Regions from separate parts of the Sus scrofa genome. Here regions 2, 3 and 4 are each linked to region 1. A link is a contact called in public Hi-C and HiChIP or PLAC-seq data. All regions are on one chromosome and are shown on one strand. Each heading gives the region's core, a stretch centred on a gene start, on an enhancer-like site or on the middle of the called end of the contact. The rest is flanking DNA. Distances are from core to core; before and after follow the strand shown.

Region 1 (2,509 bases), core at 3-2,502:
CGGGGATCGAACCAGGAACCTCATGGTTCCTAGTCGGATTCATTAACCACTGCACCACGACAGGAACTCCTTTAATACACTGTTTAAAAAAATCTTATCCTATGCATGATTTCACTTAACAATAACATCAAGAGGAAGGTAGTAGTGTTATCCTTAGATTTAGACACAAAAACTGAAAACAAAAGATAAAACGACTTCCAAATCATTTGTATACAAAGGAGAACCAGAATCTAAAATGCAAGTTTTCTTTCCTGCTTCATTCTCTGTGCCAGGCTCTGCCTAAGTGCCTAAGTGCTGTTTGATATAGAATGTGTGTGCTGGAGCTGAAGGAGTAAGGACAATGCCTTTTCCTTTTTGCGTCTGTAACATGTAGCCTGGTAGGCACTGAAGTAATTGCTCACATAGGCAATAAATATTTATTGAGCATTTAGTATGTGCCAGGCGTTGAGTAAGAAACAAAGGCAGTTCCTGCTCCTGAATTCACGAGGTTTACATTCCGGTGGAGGAGACAAAAAGATAAATTTCAGACAATGATAAGTGTTAAAAGACAATGTGGTAGGAAATAAAGGGGAGGTAAATTTATTATTATTATTATTTTTTTTTTGTCTTTTTTTGCGCCGCTCCCGCAGCCTATGGAGGTTCCCAGGCTAGGGAGCTGTAGCCACCAGCCTACGCCAGAGCCACAGCAACGCAGAATCCAAGCCACGTCTGCAACCTACACCACAGCTCACGGCAAGGGCAACGCCGGATCGTTAACCCACCGAGCAAGGGCAGGGACCGAACCCGTAACCTCATAGTTCCTAGTCGGATTCGTTAACCACTGCGCCACTACGGGAACTCCCAAAGGGGAGGGGAATTTAAATATAGGTCAGAAAATGTGTTTCCGAGAAGTTTTAACATTAACTGAATGAATGAATGAATGAATGCACCAATAGCAACCCCCTGATGGAGTCATTATTCTATCTAGTTTTTCTTGGCCACTAGATTATGATTCTGATGCTGAGTAGTCCTTAGAGTTTACTTTGCTGATGCCAAAAAAGCAAGTGCAGAGGCGAAGAATATCGAAGATCCCTTTTCAATTATTTTTATTACTCTGACCTTGCCCATGCGGCCAGGGTCACTCCCCATTGCCACGCCCATTCTTCTTCGCCTGGGCCCTTCCAGCCCGCGCAAGCGCAAGAGAAACTGCCATTCCTAGTGGAGGGCATAAGCCCCGCCCCGACCCCTGCTCCCGCTCGCGAGCGCCTGCCGTTTCTTGGGGCGTGGCGGTGGGCGGGGACTGGGCGGAGAGGCGCGCGCCGCTGCGTGCGTGCGCGCGCGCGCCGCGGGCAGGCCAGTGAAGCCGGCGGCCCTGGCACGTGATCTGGGACCGGCTCGGTCGCTTGGTGGCTGCGTCTGTCTGTCCGTCCGCGGGTGCCATCATGGCGGACGCGGCCAGTCAGGTGCTCCTGGGCTCCGGTCTCACCATCCTGTCCCAGCCGCTCATGTACGTGAAGGTGCTCATCCAGGTATGAGTCCTCGCCATTCCCTTCCCCGATAGGCGCCTTATTCAGGCGCCGCTGCCCACGGTGCCTGAGGACCGGCTTCAACCATCCCAGGCCTTCAATCTCCCGAGATGCTGCTCCTTTGCTGCCCGCCTCTTCCTTCCCCGCAGGGACAACTTCCACCGCGCGCGGAGCTTCCACTGGCCCTGGGCCTTCCCGAGATCTCGCCTCGCGGTCAAGTGGGGAGGCCCTCTCCGTTCCCGGTAGCCAACTGCCGCCTTGCCCTGTCCTTCCCTGCCCTGCCCAGTGGCTTCTCTGAACTTTGTTTTTTCTAACCTGAGGTTGATCCAGGCCGGGCATCGCCAAGGACTTCCCAACCCTCCCCTCTCCGCATCTCTGAAATTAGAATTCATCTCTCCTCCTGGGCCCCAAATGCAAGACTTAAAATCTCTTGAAGACAAATCTGAAATTAGAGGGGAGCCAACGTTTTGTTAGCTTTTCTTTTCTTTTTTTTGCTGCTGTAGCTGCTGCTATTCTCTTCTGAGATTTTAGCACCAGATACCTAGAGAAACAAGGAGCTCATTCAGAAGTGATAATGAAGTGGTTGCTGAGTCAAATTTCTGAAGGATCCAACAGCAGCCCATATGGCTCATGACAGTGAAATTCACATCTGTCAGAGCTGGAAATCAGTTCAGCTAAAAGAGTTTTAGCAAGTTTAAGTATGTATGTTAGTTTCTAATCTACTGTGCAATAGTTCTTAAATGGTATTTTATATTCTCAGTCAAGTATGCCAGGTTTCAGCAGATATCAACTGTTAGATAGTATTTTCAATTGCCTTTCAAAGTTTCCCTGTGATAGGCAGGTCATTCATTTTTTTCACTTTTTGTAGAGAGTTGATGGAATTACATCATGCATAGTACCAAGGATGGGAGCAGTTTTTAGAACCCCTGTCCTCTACTTTTCTGTTAAAAAGAAGCAACACACTAGGGAGGACTCCATTTATTAAATATTGATGATTTGATTTG
Region 2 (2,509 bases), core at 5-2,504, 220 kb after region 1:
GCCACTGGCAGGCCTGGCCCAGCTGGATGTCTGGCTGCCAGGGGAGGCTTTGGGCCGGGATGTCCTCCAGTGAAGCACCCCCAGGGACAGAGGCCGGCACCACCTAGCTTGGTGGGGCAATAGGAGGAGTGCAGGTGGGGAAACCAACCAGCTGATCTAGATTAGGATCATTAGGGCTTCTTCCTAGGAAATGGGCCAAACAGGAGGTGGGACTGAAGACAGAGGCTCCTTCAGTTAGGAGCTGCCTCACAGATGTATAGAGCACAGGCTTTGAAGACCTGCCCTTGACTTTGTGCTCTGAGCTTATAGCTGCTGGTTGGGGGTAAATCCCTGAAGACTCTCTCTGAGCCTCAGTCTCCTTCTCTGTAGGATGGAGAGAATTTGCCTCCCTCACACAAATGAGATGAGCTTGCTAAACAGGTGAGCATGCCTGGCATGGATCAGGCACAGAAAGCCCTCCTTATGCTGCTGGGACCCAGGAGCAGTGGACACCTGGAGTGCACCCAGCGGATGGATCACAGGACCTGGATGTGAGTCAACCAAGAGGGAAGTACAAATCTGGAAACTCAGGCATGAGGTTTAAATGTGGTCTTCCCTGCCTCATGCTGGCTGTGACCTTGAGCCAGTGATGGCCGTGCCTCAGTTTTCCGCATTTGCTGATGGAGTTGGGAAGGGGGCGGGGGCGGGGGCGGGGGCGGAAAGCAGCTGTTAAAGATGCTCCAGTCTAGGCTCTCCAGGCCTTAAATCCGCAGGGCTCCACTGGGGACCAAAAAGCAGGACTGAGCCAGGCCTGACTTGGAGGCGGCGGCGGGTCACTTAAAGGTTAGAGGACCACAAGTTTGGAACAGAAGAGAGGGTACCGAGGGAGTCAGCAAGCGGAGAGAAAGGAGAAAGCAAGGAGCGGGAGAGTCAGGAGTGGAGAGCTGGAGAGTGGGAGATGGATGCGGAAGGGGAGAGAGAGGGAGAGATGAGGAGCGACGCGTGGGGAGCCGGGAGAAGAGCCCAAGGAAGTTGAATTCCCGGGCTCTGGGCAAGAGGCCCAGGTCTGATCTAGACAAGCCGGGCCGAAGTCAACGGGATGGGCAGGGTTTGTCCCGCCTGGGGCATGGGCCCTGAGGGTCGGGCGGTCACTCACCTTGCGGCGGCAGCGGCGGCGCTACGGGCGGCCCCGGCCATCCAGCTGCGGAGCCCCGCCCCGCCCCGGGTCTGCCCCGCCCGGCCCGGCCACCCGGCCCCCGGCCCGGAGCCGCCCCCCGCGCGCGGCCACGTCACACGGGACCTGTCCGGAACCCGACGCGCCGCGCGCCGCGGGGTAGTGGGGGAGCGGCCGTCGGAGCGCGCTTCCGCCTCGCGGCCATGGGGGACCCGGGCGGCTGGCGCACTTCCGCTCCGGCCGGACCGGGCACAGCGGGGAGGGTCGAGCGGAAGTGGGAGCCCGCTGGACACCGCACTCGGTCGGGCTAGGCAGGGCGTAGGCGGCGGCCTTCTAGGGACCACGAGCGGCCGGGTGGCTGGGCTTGAGGGCCTGGCCGCCGCTTCCTCTCTCGGGTGGCAGTCCCGGCCGCGGCCGCACGGGGGCGCGCTCGGCTTCTAGACTGTGCCGTTCCGAGCCGGGGCCGGGGCCGGTGCTGGGGCTTGGGGCCGGGGTCGGGGTGGGAGGATGGCTGCGGCACTCCTTCTCTGAGTCAGCCTGGTCTGGCTCCTCCATGAGCAAGGGAAAGGGGAAGTGTCTGCCGCAGGGAGGGGCCTAGCCTCGGGAACCTCAGAAGAGGGAATTTTATTCTTACTCATCGAATTATTTTTATGCTTTGGTTTTTCACTGGGAACCTCAGGCCTTTGTCTCCAGGGCTTGTAACCCTTTGGAGTCCAATGCACGGTGGCTTGACACTGCTGCTGGTAACTCCAAACCTGGGGGAGCAAGAGCTCTGTGCTTCCCTCACCTCAGATTAAGGCAGCAAACAATAGCATTATTATTATAACCGCAGTTTATTGCTGAACACCTGCCATTTACTCTGCTTGCATTGTCTTAAAGAACCCTCAGCCTAGCCCATTGAGGTGGGGTAGTTAGCCCAGGGTCACACAATAGCACGGATGACAGAGCCACAATTGAAACCTGAATATTCCTGAACCCAGGGCATGTGACAGCAGCTCTCATTTCTAGAGTCTTAGGAATCTGGCTTGGCATTTCCACTTTGCATCCTTCTCTGGGAATCAGCCAGGACCACCTATACTCAGGAACGGGCCCTTGGGTACTCATTTGGACAGAGATTGTGACAGGGTGGGAGTCTCTAAGCCTCTGACCCTCATCTGCCTCCTAGGGTACTTCCTTCATCCATCCTGTGTCACTTTCCCTTACTGGGGGCTCTGAGGGCACAAGTGTCATATGCTACACCAGTTGCCCTGTTCCACCTCACACTCCAACGCTGCCTTTCTTAGACCCCAATCCTACCAAGAAGGATCAGCTTTCCTCTGAAAGCCCCCTGTCTGCTTCCCCCTCAAGGCCCACAGT
Region 3 (2,509 bases), core at 3-2,502, 200 kb after region 1:
ATGGTTTAGCTTCATCAAAATCATAAGGCCTGAGAACCAGGAGAGCTGATAGTGTAAATTCTAGTCTGAAAGCCAGCAGGTACAAGACCCTAGAAGAAAGAGGCTGATGTTTCAGTTCAAGTCTCAATCCTGAAAAAGACCCATGTGCCAGTTCAAGGCAGTCAGGCAGGAAGAGTTCCCTCTTTCCCTGGGGATAGTCAGCCTTTTTGTGCTAGTCAGATCTTCAACTGATTGGATGAGGCCCACCCTCTTTTAGGGAATCCCCTAATTCTTTTTTTTTTTTTTCAGGGCTCCACTCGTGGCATATGGAGGTTCCCGGGGCTAGGGCTGGAGGTGTAGCCACTGGCCTATGCCACAGCCACAGCAACGACAGATCCGAGCCACATCTATGACCTACACCACAGGTCAGGCAACACAGAGTCCTTAAACCACTGAGCGAGGCCAGGGATGGAACCTGCGTCCTCATGAATGCTAGTCAGATTCATTTCCCATGAACCACAATGGGAACTCCCATTTTTTTTATTTTATAAGGGCCACACCTGCAGCATACTGAAGTTTCCAGGCTAGGGGTCAAATCGAAGCTGCAGCTGCCGGCCTAAGCTACAGCTACAATGCCAGATCTGAGCCACATCAGTGACCTACCAAGAGGCTTGCAGCAACGCCTCTTAGCCCACTGGGCCAGACCAGGGATCAAACCTGCATCCTCCGGGATACTAGTCAGTTGGTAATTGCTGAGCCACAACAGGAACTCCATTAAGAGAATTCCCTAATTCTTAACTGGGCCAGTTTCTGAGGTTGAAAGCCCCCCTTCAAAAATGGCTTTTCAGGGGTTCCTGTTGTGGTGTAGCGGAAACAAATCCGACTAGTATTCCTGAAGATGCGGGTTCATCCCTTGCTTTGCTCACTGGGCTGGGGTTCTGGCTTGGCCGCGAGCTGCGGTGTGGGCCGCAAATGAGGCTATGATACCGAGTTGCTGTGGTTGTGGCTCCGACTCCACCCCTAGCCTGGGAACTTCCATTTGCCGGGAATGCACCCCTCGCCCTCGCTCCCGCCCGCGCCAAAAGCAGCAAAAGAGCCTTTTCATGCGCCCGCTGGACTAGGACTACATTGCCCAAAGGCCGTCTCGTTCCCCTCTTTTCTCCTTCCTCTTACGTTTTTACATCAAGGCCACGCCCCTCTGCGCGTGTCAGCCAATAGCGCATTACCTCTTGCGATGGCATAAACAGGACGAGGGCGGGAACGGTTCCGGAGCCTTAGGGGCGGGTCCTGTGGCCCGGGCCTCGTCTTTTGAATCGCAGACGCAGATTCGCTGTGGTAACGCGGCGCAAGCTAATTCTGTCAAGAGTCAGGACTTGGAGAAAGAGGGCTGGCGTTAGTCAAGCGCAGGAGTTAAGAAAGACATTATTAATCTCTCGCCCCGGCTGCTGTCCGGTTTAATCTTCAACCTTCTCCTCCAGGAAATGAATCTGCTGCCGCAGCTCGAGAGTCCAGTGACTCGGCAGGAGAAGATGGCGACGGTGTGGGATGAGGCTGAGGTGCGCGGCGGGAGAGCTTGGGGTCTTGGAGCCAGGGGCCAGCGTAGAGATGCTCTTGTCAGGAGGGGAGGCGGTGGCTGGGGGCGGGGGGGGTCAAGAGCTAGCCCGGTCCGGGGGTTGGGGCCGCTGGGGATGTGGGCAAGGGTCTTATGGTTTTATGGATGAGGAAACTGAGGCTGAGCTCACAGTCATCAGTTAGCTGCCCTGAGTTTAATAAAAAAATTTTTTCACAGCAAGATGGAATCGGGGAGGAAGTACTCAAGATGTCCACAGAAGAGATCGTGCAGCGCACACGGCTGCTGGACAGTGAAATCAAGGTGGGCGCACAACCCCTGATCCCAGCTGCTACTCTCACGTCTTTCTCGACCTCCCTAGGGGCGGTGTGGGGACCGCCCTCTGACCAGGAAAAGAGAGAAGAAAACTAAGCTTTAAAAGGGACCAGAAGAGAGGGTAGCAGGAGACCAGGCCTGAGAGGAGGACTCATCAGACTGCCTTTCCCAGCGAGGTCTTTCAGTCTTCCCCTGGAGAATCCCTTTTTTAGGAAGTCCCCGTTTTACAGATGAAGAAACTGAGGCTCACAGAGGTTTTTTTTTACTCTGGTGAAGTACACAGCCTGTAACAAAAGGCAGAAGCTAAAATCTCTGTTTGGTTGACTAAAGTCATGTTCTTTTTCCCTTTACTCCAGCTATTTCGCCAGGAGGTGTCCAGACTGGCCTCCTGTTTTGACCTCTGCTGGTTGTGGACACAGCCTGAGCTTTCAGGGAGCCTTAGAGCTGAGAGCACCGGTGCAGGAGGGTCCCTTGGGCAACCTGGACTTCACTAGTTACAAGGCCTTAGGACAAGCTGAGAGCTAAGGCTGAATGTTTGCTTCCACTTACCCCTACCCCAGATCATGAAGAGTGAAGTGTTACGAGTCACCCACGAACTCCAAGCCATGAAGGACAAGATCAAAGAGAACAGTGAGAAAATCAAAG
Region 4 (2,509 bases), core at 6-2,505, 140 kb before region 1:
CTTGGATGTGGCACTGTTGCGGCTGTGGCGTAGGCCAGCAGCTGCAGCTCCAATTGGACCGCTAACTTGGGAACTTCCATATGCCACAGGTGCAACCATAAAAAAGCAAAAACAAACCAACAACAAAAAAAATCCCCACAATTTAAGGACACGGCACAAGAGATGGCTGTCTATAAATCAGGAAGCTGACTCTCACCTGACGCTGAATCTGCTGGTCTCTTGATTTTGGACTTCCCAGGCTCCAAAACTGTGTGCAGTACGTGTTAGCTGTTTAAGCCACCCAGCATATAGTATTTTGTGAAACAAGAAGAAACAAAATGTAAGTGGTGTTTAGGAACAGTTAGAGTGTATTTGTAAAATGGAGAGGCAGGGAGAACAACAGCAAAATAAGATCAACTGGAGTTGTTTCCATTATCTAAGAATGAAATGTGGAAGACTGTTGAGGAAAAGTATGAATGTAAAGGAAAGACAAGAGAATGTTCCTGATATCTATTGCTGGCTAACAAATTACCCCAAACTTAGTGACTTTTGACTCTCTCACCAGACATCTCTCACTTTAAGTAACTTGAGAGCCCTTCCATGTGGTCTCTCCCCATGATTCCTCCAGGATGGCAACCCCAGGATAGCTGAATTTATTAGATGGCTTCCCTCCTAGTTAGCACTCCAAGAGAGAAACAGACTCTGTTAAGGCTAGTCTGGGAGTTTCTGTCCTGGTGCAGCGGAAGCAAATATGAGCAGGAACCATGTGGTTTCCGGTTAGGTCCCTGGCCTCGCTCAGTGGGTTGAGGATCTGGCGTTCCCATGAGCTGTGGTGTCGCAGAGGCGGCTCGGATCTGGTGTTGCTGTGGCGGTGGCATAGGCTGGCGGCTACAGCTCCGATTGGACCCCTTGCCTGGGAACCTGCATGTGCCGTGGGTACGGCCCTAAAAAGGACAAAAGACCCAAAAAAAAAAAAAAAATTAAAAGGCTAATCTGGCACAGAGTCACTTCTGCTGTGTTCAATGAGTTACAGCAGTTACAGAGCCCTCCCAGATTCCAGAGGAAGGGACAAAGACCCACCTCCTGATGGGAAAAAGTCAAAGAATTTGTGGTCGTCTTTAATCTGTCATGTTGATACATGAGATTTAGACTAACTTTCCCCTTGAAGACTGGCATTTTCCTCCAAATCCAGCATCTACTCTGCCCTAAATGCAGGTAAAGCACAAGACCTTCCAAACAGATCACAAATGGAAGATAAAGGAAATTTCTTTCACGTATGCAAGTGAGTAGCATTTAGGGGCTTCAAGCAGGTAACTGCATCAATGTTTAATTAAACACATTATGCTTCATTATACAAGAACACACGAATACAGTCTCTCGAAAAAACCCAACACAAAAGGCCACTCTGCCCTTCACTCCGCCCCCAACCCACGTCGCTGAAAGGTGAAGAAAAGGAGACCAGGCGGAGATTCACTGAGTAACACGGGGAAGCAAGGAGAGGCGATCAAAAGCTCGAAATCCAGTAGATGGCGCCCATCTGCGTGGCCTCCTAGGACCTCGCCCCTCCCTGGAGGCTCTGCCCAGCCGCTGCCCGCGCCGGAGTTTTTAAAATGGAAACAAACCCGGCTCCGCCCCCTTCCCTGAGGCCGCCGGGAAAATGGCACCGCCCCTTGGGGCTTCCTCGCCGGACACGCAAAGGTTCCTGCAGGTAGATCCTGCAAGCTCCCCCTGCCTCCTCTCATCTGGCTTCCTCCTTGCCCACCCTGTCTCCGGCCAGCTCGGTGGAAGCCTCACAACGGTGGGTCGGACAGGCCCTAGACCTTTCCGGGTTTCTTCACCTGTCCGCATCTGTGCTTGCTCCGCCCCCGGAAGTGACGACAGCCGCCCGGCTGGGCTGGTGTCCCGTCAGGCCTCGCGGCGGCGGCGGCGGGAAGATGGCGGCGGCGGGAGCCATGGAACGGAGCTTCGTAGAGCTCAGCGGAGCTGAGCGCGAAAGGCCAAGGCACTTTCGGGAATTCGCAGTTTGCGACATTGGTACGGAAGCATCCAGTAGGGCTCGATGCAGCTCCTGCCCTCGGGATCTTCCCGTGGATCCCTAAATCTCTGTCCTCCAGTTCATCCTCCTGAGCCCACATGCCTCCAGCCCCGGATTCAGAGCTTCATTAGTGTTCTACTTCTTTCTCTTTTTTTCCCCTTTTTGCATGGATTTTCAGTCTGTCACCCTCTGCTTTCTCAGCGCCCTCAGTCCGTGTCATCCCCTGAGAACCACGTGTGCAAGGGTGACCACTCTTCTTTTGCAGGAACTGCAAATGCAGTGGCCGGAGCTGTGAAATACAGTGAGAGCGCGGGAGGCTTCTACTACGTGGAAAGTGGCAAGTTGTTCTCCGTCACCAGAAACAGGTTCATTCATTGGTAAGTGCTGTGTTTGTCAAATCTCCCGAAAGGGCGTTTTGTTCGGCGGCTGAATTTTCGTGACTGTTCCCAAGGTGTCGTTTATTCTCCGAAGTGGTTATAGACAGGAAAAGAGAAA

What was found. A called contact is a pair of places that touch in the nucleus more often than the background predicts. HiChIP or PLAC-seq counts read pairs in DNA pulled down with a chosen protein or histone mark.
Region 2: an H3K27ac HiChIP or PLAC-seq map of alveolar macrophages shows a contact between it and region 1. The contact joins the promoter of SLC39A13 here to the promoter of MTCH2 in region 1. A contact is called at or near these places in 1 of 5 promoter capture datasets (fetal liver), 1 of 47 Hi-C or Micro-C datasets (skeletal muscle) and 1 of 2 datasets of contacts at active chromatin or transcription factors (alveolar macrophages).
Region 3: a Hi-C map of liver shows a contact between it and region 1, with 4 times the contacts expected there. The contact joins the promoter of PSMC3 here to the promoter of MTCH2 in region 1. A contact is called at or near these places in 1 of 5 promoter capture datasets (liver), 2 of 47 Hi-C or Micro-C datasets (both in liver) and 1 of 2 datasets of contacts at active chromatin or transcription factors (alveolar macrophages).
Region 4: a contact with region 1 is called in a Hi-C map of embryonic fibroblasts, with 1.8 times the contacts expected there. The contact joins the promoter of NUP160 here to the promoter of MTCH2 in region 1. A contact is called at or near these places in 7 of 47 Hi-C or Micro-C datasets (alveolar macrophages, embryonic fibroblasts, heart right ventricle and 4 more) and 2 of 2 datasets of contacts at active chromatin or transcription factors (alveolar macrophages and skeletal muscle).

Annotation. Positions count from the first base shown.
Region 1 is chr2:14,981,739-14,984,247 of Sscrofa11.1, forward strand. MTCH2 (mitochondrial carrier homolog 2) reads left to right here and starts at 1,253. Exons shown (of 13, transcript XM_003353877.5): 1 at 1,253-1,508. The coding sequence starts at 1,422.
Region 2 is chr2:15,201,682-15,204,190 of Sscrofa11.1, forward strand. It overlaps SLC39A13 (zinc transporter ZIP13), which reads right to left and starts at 1,255. Exons shown (of 10, transcript XM_003122808.6): 1 at 1,136-1,255.
Region 3 is chr2:15,184,230-15,186,738 of Sscrofa11.1, forward strand. It overlaps PSMC3 (26S protease regulatory subunit 6A), which reads left to right and starts at 1,253. Exons shown (of 12, transcript XM_003122809.3): 1 at 1,253-1,535; 2 at 1,769-1,852; 3 at 2,425-2,509. The coding sequence starts at 1,461.
Region 4 is chr2:14,838,801-14,841,309 of Sscrofa11.1, forward strand. NUP160 (nuclear pore complex protein Nup160) reads left to right here and starts at 1,256. Exons shown (of 37, transcript XM_021085052.1): 1 at 1,256-1,261; 2 at 1,692-2,013; 3 at 2,280-2,391. The coding sequence starts at 1,256.